Linked DNA regions of Canis lupus: region 1 is linked to region 2. The links are chromatin contacts, called in public Hi-C maps. All regions are on one chromosome and are shown on one strand. Each heading gives the region's core, a stretch centred on a gene start, on an enhancer-like site or on the middle of the called end of the contact. The rest is flanking DNA. Distances are from core to core; before and after follow the strand shown.

Region 1 (3,561 bases), core at 557-3,056, 130 kb after region 2:
AGGAAGAGAGAGAGAGATGGCTTTTATTCTTCTCCCTTATTTCCAACACACCAGTATTTTCCAAAACACAAATGTGCTGCCACAAAACACAGCTGAGCTCCAGCACCCAGCGCGTGTATAATTAATGATGGGGAGAGAGCGCCTGGGGTCACCCGGTGCTTCACCCACAGCCCCTTGGCTTCCCTACTCGCCATGGCAACCGAGGAGGCTGCTACAAGTTGCCGAGCCCTGCGCGAGTTCCAGGGGTCCTGGGATCAACTTTACTAGGAAAAGGTGTGAACATTCCCCCCAAGACCTGCTTCGCCCTCCCCGGGTTCCCCTCTTCTCCTTCATCTCCCCTCCGGCCGACCGGAGAGAATGCTGGCGCCGTGAAGTCCCCTAGGATGCGAACTGCTCAAACACAAGGCGGCTGGATCCCTCCTTTTTCTCTCTCTCTCTTTTTTTTTTTTCCAGTTCTTTCTTTTTTAATTCTGCTGTCTTTGATGAAAAACTGCCCCAGCCCCTCACCTTCGGCCAGTGGGGGGCGGGGGGGGGGGTTGAAGAGGACATCTCTAGGGACCCGGCGACAGACCAGGCAGTGAGCCTAGCAACCGCACTTAAGGTGTAGCGCGCCCGGGTGCAGGTGGGCGTCCCCGCGCCAGGAATAGCTCCAGGCGACACCCAGCCACCTCGAGAGCCCGGGGAGCGGGGAGGAGGCTCCCGCACGGACCTCCCGCGCCCGCTCCCCGCCTCTGGCGGCATTTCCGGGGACCTAAGGAGGGTGGCGTGGGGGCGCGAGCACAGAGGCTGGAGCGCGGGGTGGGGTGCGTTCCACCGGCACATCCAAGGGACGGCGAGGCAGGTGGCACCGGCTGCGCGACCTCGCACATTCCTAAAGTGGCGGCCTCCGCGGGTTGCCTCCAAAACTGGGAGGCATCTCCCCAACTTTCCCTCGCGGTCCCCGAAGTCCCCCCCTCCACTTCCCCTGGCCACGTTCCTCCCCCGGGATTCCCCCGCCCGAAAGGTTTCCCCCTCGCTGCCGACTCCGCCAACTCGTCTCCCCAACAGGTTTCTCGAGTGCGGGCTGCCGTGCCGCCCCCCTCGCCCGCCACCCGGAGCCCCCGCCGCCCCCGCCCGCCACCCCGGGCCCCGCGCGCCCCGCTCCCCGGCCCCGCGCCCCGAGCCCCCGGCCCGCCCCGCCCGCACCCCCGGCCCCCGGGCCCCCCGCCCGCCACCCCCGGCCCCGCGACCCCGAGCCCCGCGCGCTCCGCGCCCCGCCCGCCCCCCCGGCCCCGCGCGCTCCGCTCCCGGAGCCCCCGGCCCGCCCCCCAGCTCCCCGCGACCCCGGCCCCGCGCGCCCCGCTCCCCCCGCCCCGCCGCGCCCCGCCCGCGGCCCCAGCAGGAGCCAGGGGCCGGGACTGGGCGCCCGCGTCCCGGAGCGCGCCGGTCGGGGGCAGGTCGGGGGCGACTCGGGGGCCCCGGCGCGCCGCCCTCCGCGCCGAGCGGGGCGCGGGGAGGGCGCAGGGCAGGGCAGGGCAGGGCAGGGCAGGCGGCGCGGGGAAGGCAGGCAGGGATGCGGCGCGGCGCGAGCAGGGGTGGGCTGGCGCAGGGGGCGGGCGCCCGGGGCGCGCGTTACCTTGGTCTTGCCCCCGCAGTGGCAGCACACGGTCCACAGGTACTTGAGCGTCCGCCAGAGCAAGATGATGAAGAGGCCCCCGAAGAAAGTCACCATGGAGGAGGCCAGGAAAGCCCACCACATGCGCTGGCCCCGGCTGTCGCACGGCACCTCCATGGTCACCGGGATGATGAGCGCATCCATCTTGGGCTCGTGGACCGAGGACGAGGAGGAAGAGGAGGAGGAGGAGGAAGAGGAGGAGGAAGAGGAGGAGGAGGAGGAGGAGGACGCGTCTAGGCTGAGATGGTTCGCGTGGATATTGCTACTCATTCTAAGACTGCTGCCTCCGCCGCCGCCGCCGCCGCCGCTGCCGCCGCCGCCGCCACCATTTGCCATAGCTAGCAGCGGGCGGCCGGCGCAGGGGCTCGGGGGAGCTCCTCCCGCCGCCAGCGCCACCCCGAACACCCGTCAACAGCCATGTTGCCGCTGCTGCCGCCGCCGCCGCCGCCGCGGAGCGCGGGGAGGGGGCGGGGAGGCGCCTGGGCTCGGGGCGCTGTGCGCGACCTGGCGGGGTGCGCCGAGATATATACGGCGGGACGCCGCCGCCGCCGCCGCCGCCGCCCTCCCCCGCCGCCCGCCGCCCGCCGCCGCCGCCGCCGCCCTCCCCCGCCGCCCGGGGGGAGGGGATGCAGCGCGCCCGCCGCTCCCGCCCGGCCCGCGCCCCGCCGCCCAACGCCCCGAGCGCGCGGAGCGAGGGCGCACCGGGGGTCCGCGCCGCCCCCGGGCCGCCCCGGCCCTGCCCCTGCCCCTGCCCCTGCCCCTGCCCCTGCCCCGGGCCCGCGCGCCCCCCGCGCCCCCCGCGCCCCCCGCCCGCCGTGCGCCACGCGAGTGCGCTGCGCTCCGGCCCGGGACCCTCCCCGCCGCGCCCCCGCCGCCCCGGGCTGAGCCGGCGGCAACTAGTGCAGCGCGGGCGGCCCGCCCCCGCCCCCGCCCCCGCCCCCGGCGCCCCCGGCCGCGCTGGGCTCCGGCTCGCCGCCCCCGCACGCGCCGGGCCACCCCCGGGACCCCCGCGCCGCGCCGCCGAGCCCCGCGGCCTCCGCTCGCGCGGCCTCCCCGCCTGCGCCGGCTCCTCCCGGCCCCTCCCGGCCCCTCCCGGCCCCGGCCCCGCCGCCCGAGCCTCCCGGCGCGCTCCCCGCGCTCCCCGCGCTCCCCGCAGCCGCCGGCGGCAGCAGCTGCAGCAACTGGAGCGGGCGCGGGCTCAGGCCGCCCGAGGCGGGAGGGGAGGAGGCTCGCAGCGCCGGCTCGCCGCGGCTCGGGGCTCGGCACCCGGCGGGAGGGCCCTGGGCGGCCGCCTGGCACGCGCCCTGGCCCCCGAGCGCGAGGAACGGCGCCCCGAATCAGGCTCCGGCCCGGGCGCCTCTCTCCAAGGTGCTGCGCCCCCAGCCGAGCGCCCGACCCGGGGAGGGGAGCCCCCCTCCCCCCCACAGGCCGTTTTTACCAAAGGAGCCCCCGTGGGGAGGGAAGGAGGGACCAACTGTCGACACCGCTGGCCGGACACCCCCAAATCCTCGTGCTTCGGGAGTGAGCAGGACCCTTCTCCAGGATACACACCCTACTTCGACCCTCTCTGGCCTCTAGTTCGCTCATCCCTACCCCTTTCCTAGGTGCCCGGTGCCCCAAGCATGGCTGGAGGCCGGCGGGTGGTCTGTGGCCCTTGACAGCAGCAGGTGGTTTTTCTGTGTTTTTCTTATTAAGGGGCAGAGACTGCCCAAGAGAGAGAGAGGAACAAGGGGGACCCGGCCTCAGGGATGGTGCAAGCTCCCATAGACAATGGAGTTCCCCCAAAGTCACTCCCATTTTATTTAGCCCCATCGTGTGAGGAGGGCAGCTTGGAGGAAGGACGCTGTAGGTGCCATTCAAGTCTACCCCCCCCCCCCCCCCCCCCCCCCCCCCCCGTTTAGGGCCTT
Region 2 (3,468 bases), core at 428-2,927:
TGCTGTTTTTCATTCTGTACATTAGCCATAAGCAAAAGATGACTGAAGAATATTTTTTAAAGATTGATTGATTGATTGATTGATTTTAGAGAGAAAGGGAGCACGAGCTGGGGGAGGGGCAGAAGGGGCGGGAGGGAGACTCTCAGACTCCCAGCTGAGCGTGGAGCCTGATGCCAGGCTCAGTCTCACCACCCTGAGATCATGACCTGAGTCAAAACCAAGAGTTGGACGCTCCACTGACTGACCCTCCCAGACGCCCCTGAAGAATATCGTTAAATTCCTGAGAAGCAACAAAGATAGAGCTAACCTTGCTCCACAGAAAAGTATAAAATTAAATTTAAAAAATGGTTCACCATAGCCAAACAAAGGGGACTGCAAAAGGAGCAGTTTTGAAAAACAGAAGAGAGCCAGAAGGGTCAAAACATATTTGGATAAAAAACACATATACACGTAGCACACGCACACAACAGGGATGATGCCAGGTTGGCGGCATTGGTATTCCCATCAAGAAAAACTCAAGATGAAAGACATCAGACAACTCAAGAGCGTTTGTGTCCATAAGGACTATAATCCAAAATGGAGTCAAGGACGTTATGCATGAAGTAAGAAAGCATCAAAACATATAGCAGTGAATTTTCTTTTTTCTTTTCTTTTTTCAAGTAGGCACTACGCCCAACGTGGGGCTTGAATTCATGACTCTGAGATCAAGAGTCTCATGTTCCACCAGCTGAGCCAGCCAGGCGCCCAGCAGCAACTTTTCCAAAATAAAAAGAGACAAGGGACAGAAACACAGTAGCAATAGGAGAGTTTATCAAACTGCTATTGCTCTTTCATAAATTAAATTGGCCCAAACTAAACATAATTACGTGTAATTAAAAGAATGGCATTCACGGTGGGAGACTCCATCCCTCCTGCTTCACAGGGGAAGAGCCTGGGGTGGGGAAGATGAGAGGATACAACAGTGGTCCTCGAAGTGTGGTCCCTGCCCCCTCTCCCTCCACACCGGCATCACCTGGGAACATGATAGAAATGCACATTCTCAGACTCATCCCAGACTCAACCGAAATTAGAAACCATGGGGTAGAGCCCAGCCCTGCAGGTGGCTCTGATGCAGGTTCCATGCTGAGAATCACTGATGCAGTGATTAAGCCCACAGGCTCCCAAGGCCCCGGTTAGTCATTGCTGGGTGACTTCAGGCAAGACGCTTAACCTCTCTGTGCTGCAGATTAATCATCCACAAATTGAGAAGAAGAAGAAGAATGGCTCCCTCTTGGTCTGGCTGTGAGAGACGATGAGATCAGCTCTGTAAGGCACTCACTGACCTCTCTCACTCTGATTCAGGGATGCACAGCAGGGCCCACCTCGAACCCCCACTGCTCTTCTGCCCCCGGGGTTCAGGGAACCTTCCGTGCCCACTCCTCCGCGACTGTGCCCAGGAGGACGGCCGCCCCCTGACGATGAATCGATGCCTTCTCGCGGTTGGTTCCTACCCTGCTGCATGAGGCAATGCCATAACCGCCCCCCCTCCCCGACTCTCTCCAGCTGGAGCAGACGCTGAGTGACTCACTGAGCTAGTCATTCCAGGGCCTCTTCCCCCCGCCCACATGGCCCTCCCTCCCGGCCTCCCAGCTCCATTCCTCCTCCCCCTGGAGAGGCTGCAGAGCTGGGCAGAGGCAGGCCCAGACCCTGGGCCCTGGTCTCTCGGCCAAACAGAGAAAGCCAGCACACGAAAGAGCCCCAGGCCAGTCCCAGGACACGGTCGTCCAGGACCAAACAGGCAGCAGGGACGGGCAGGGGCCTTGGGCCACACAGCACATTCTCCGTGTCCCTAGGTAGAACCAGAGGCAGGTGTGTCCTAGGGACATGAACGTGTCCCAGGAGGCAGGAGACGATCTCTCGGCTCATAAAGATGTAATTCAAACTTGAGATGTGCAGTCATTTCGCTGCTGCTGACTGTGTGTCGTCACAATTAGACCATATGCTCCAGCATCTTGGAGCTACGAGTGCCCAAGGAAATCAACCAGTGTGACCCCTCCTCCACCAGGTGAGGCCACAGGGCACAGGGAGGCAGCCCCAAAGTCACACAGCAGAAAATCCTAACGGAGGACCAGAACGCACCAAGGACAGCTGAGGGCGCCAAAAGAAGCTTCTTCCTACTACATCAGGCTGCCATGAAACACGACAGCCACAGCGCCGGGGAAGAGAGAAAAAGTCACAAAAAGAGAAGAAGTTTCCAGTTGATACTCCGCTGATGATCGTGCTCCTGCCACCAGAAATGCCCCTCTTCTACAGCACTTTTCTAACATGGAAAGGATGCATCGTGTATCACCTCATTCATAGGTAAATGTGCCCAGGAAGGTGGGGAAACTGAGGCCAGAACACGCTGAGCCAGCCACCTCTGAATCTTTCCTCAGGTTACTGCTCTCACTCTCAGAGCCTGCCTCTCCTCCTACCTGCCCCCAAAGCTTCCACATTTCAGGCCCCACACGGAGCACTGTCCTCCAGGAAGTCCTCCCTCCGCACGCTGTCTTACCCCTGGAGGAATCTGATCTCAGGTTCACCTATACCGCCCGGGGGGTGCTCAGACTCGCAGCTGTGTCTGACCTGGAAGGAGCGAGCACCACCCCTACGTCTCTCATACCCCACGGACATCGAGAGAAGGACCAGGTCTGTCTGATGGCAAAGCCCAAACTCTCACCTCACCGAGGTTAGATGTCACCTCCTCCACTCAGCCACCCTGTGGGCAAGTCACCTGAACTCTCGAAGCCTCAGTAATACCTTCCTCCTGGGTTGTTGGGGGGATTAAGTGAGATTACGTGAGTAAAGTTCCAAGCACCAAACAGAAGTCGCTATAATAAAAATGACAATGACAACGATGATAAATAGCATCGGTGTATAATAAGTACTTTTTGATTTAGTTTGATGTGTCTGAGACAACTTAGCAACACTATCAAAGAAATGCAGATAAATCAGACCCTTTTTGGCTTCAACATTGCAGATATATCAAGTCTAGTCCCCATAGGTCAGAGATGGAGAGTGCAGTGGTAACAGACTTCTTGGTTTAAAATGTCTTAATAAGGGGCACCTGGGTGGCTCAGTGGTTGAGCATTTGCCTTTGGCTCAGGGCGTGATCCTGTAGTCCCGGGATCGAGTCCTGCATTGGGCTCCCTGCAGGGAGCCTGCTTCTCCCTCTGCCTGTGTCTCTGCCTCTCTCTGCGTGTGTCTCATAAATAATTAAAATCTTTTTTAAAAAAATAGATAAATAAGTCATAATAAAATCCATCTTCCAAACAGAAGCCAACCCAGCCACCTCAAGAATCCCAGGAAAGTATACAAAGGACAGTTCAAGGGTGAAACCATCACCTCTTCACCCTAGGAATCAATGTTTCCTTTTTTTGAAGCAATGAATATATAGTTTACAAAAAGGCACAAAGGCCACATCATATGCAGGGGTGTGAAGTCTGGTAG

The links. Hi-C and Micro-C count contacts between places; a contact is called where the count stands out from the background.
Region 1: a Hi-C map of skin fibroblasts shows a contact between it and region 2, with 3 times the contacts expected there. The contact joins the promoter of KCNMA1 here to the enhancer-like site in region 2. A contact is called at or near these places in 2 of 9 Hi-C or Micro-C datasets (amygdala and skin fibroblasts).

The regions. Positions count from the first base shown.
Region 1 is chr4:28,281,264-28,284,824 of UU_Cfam_GSD_1.0, forward strand. KCNMA1 (potassium calcium-activated channel subfamily M alpha 1) reads right to left here and starts at 1,807. Exons shown (of 28, transcript NM_001003300.2): 1 at 1,616-1,807. The coding sequence starts at 1,798.
Region 2 is chr4:28,153,149-28,156,616 of UU_Cfam_GSD_1.0, forward strand. All of the region lies in intron 1 of KCNMA1 (potassium calcium-activated channel subfamily M alpha 1), which reads right to left. Among named protein-coding and RNA genes, the nearest start is that of KCNMA1, 130 kb to the right of the region's middle. Within about 2 kb of position 1,678, at least 2 of the 20 cell types and tissues checked have an H3K27ac peak or open chromatin away from gene starts, as enhancers often do.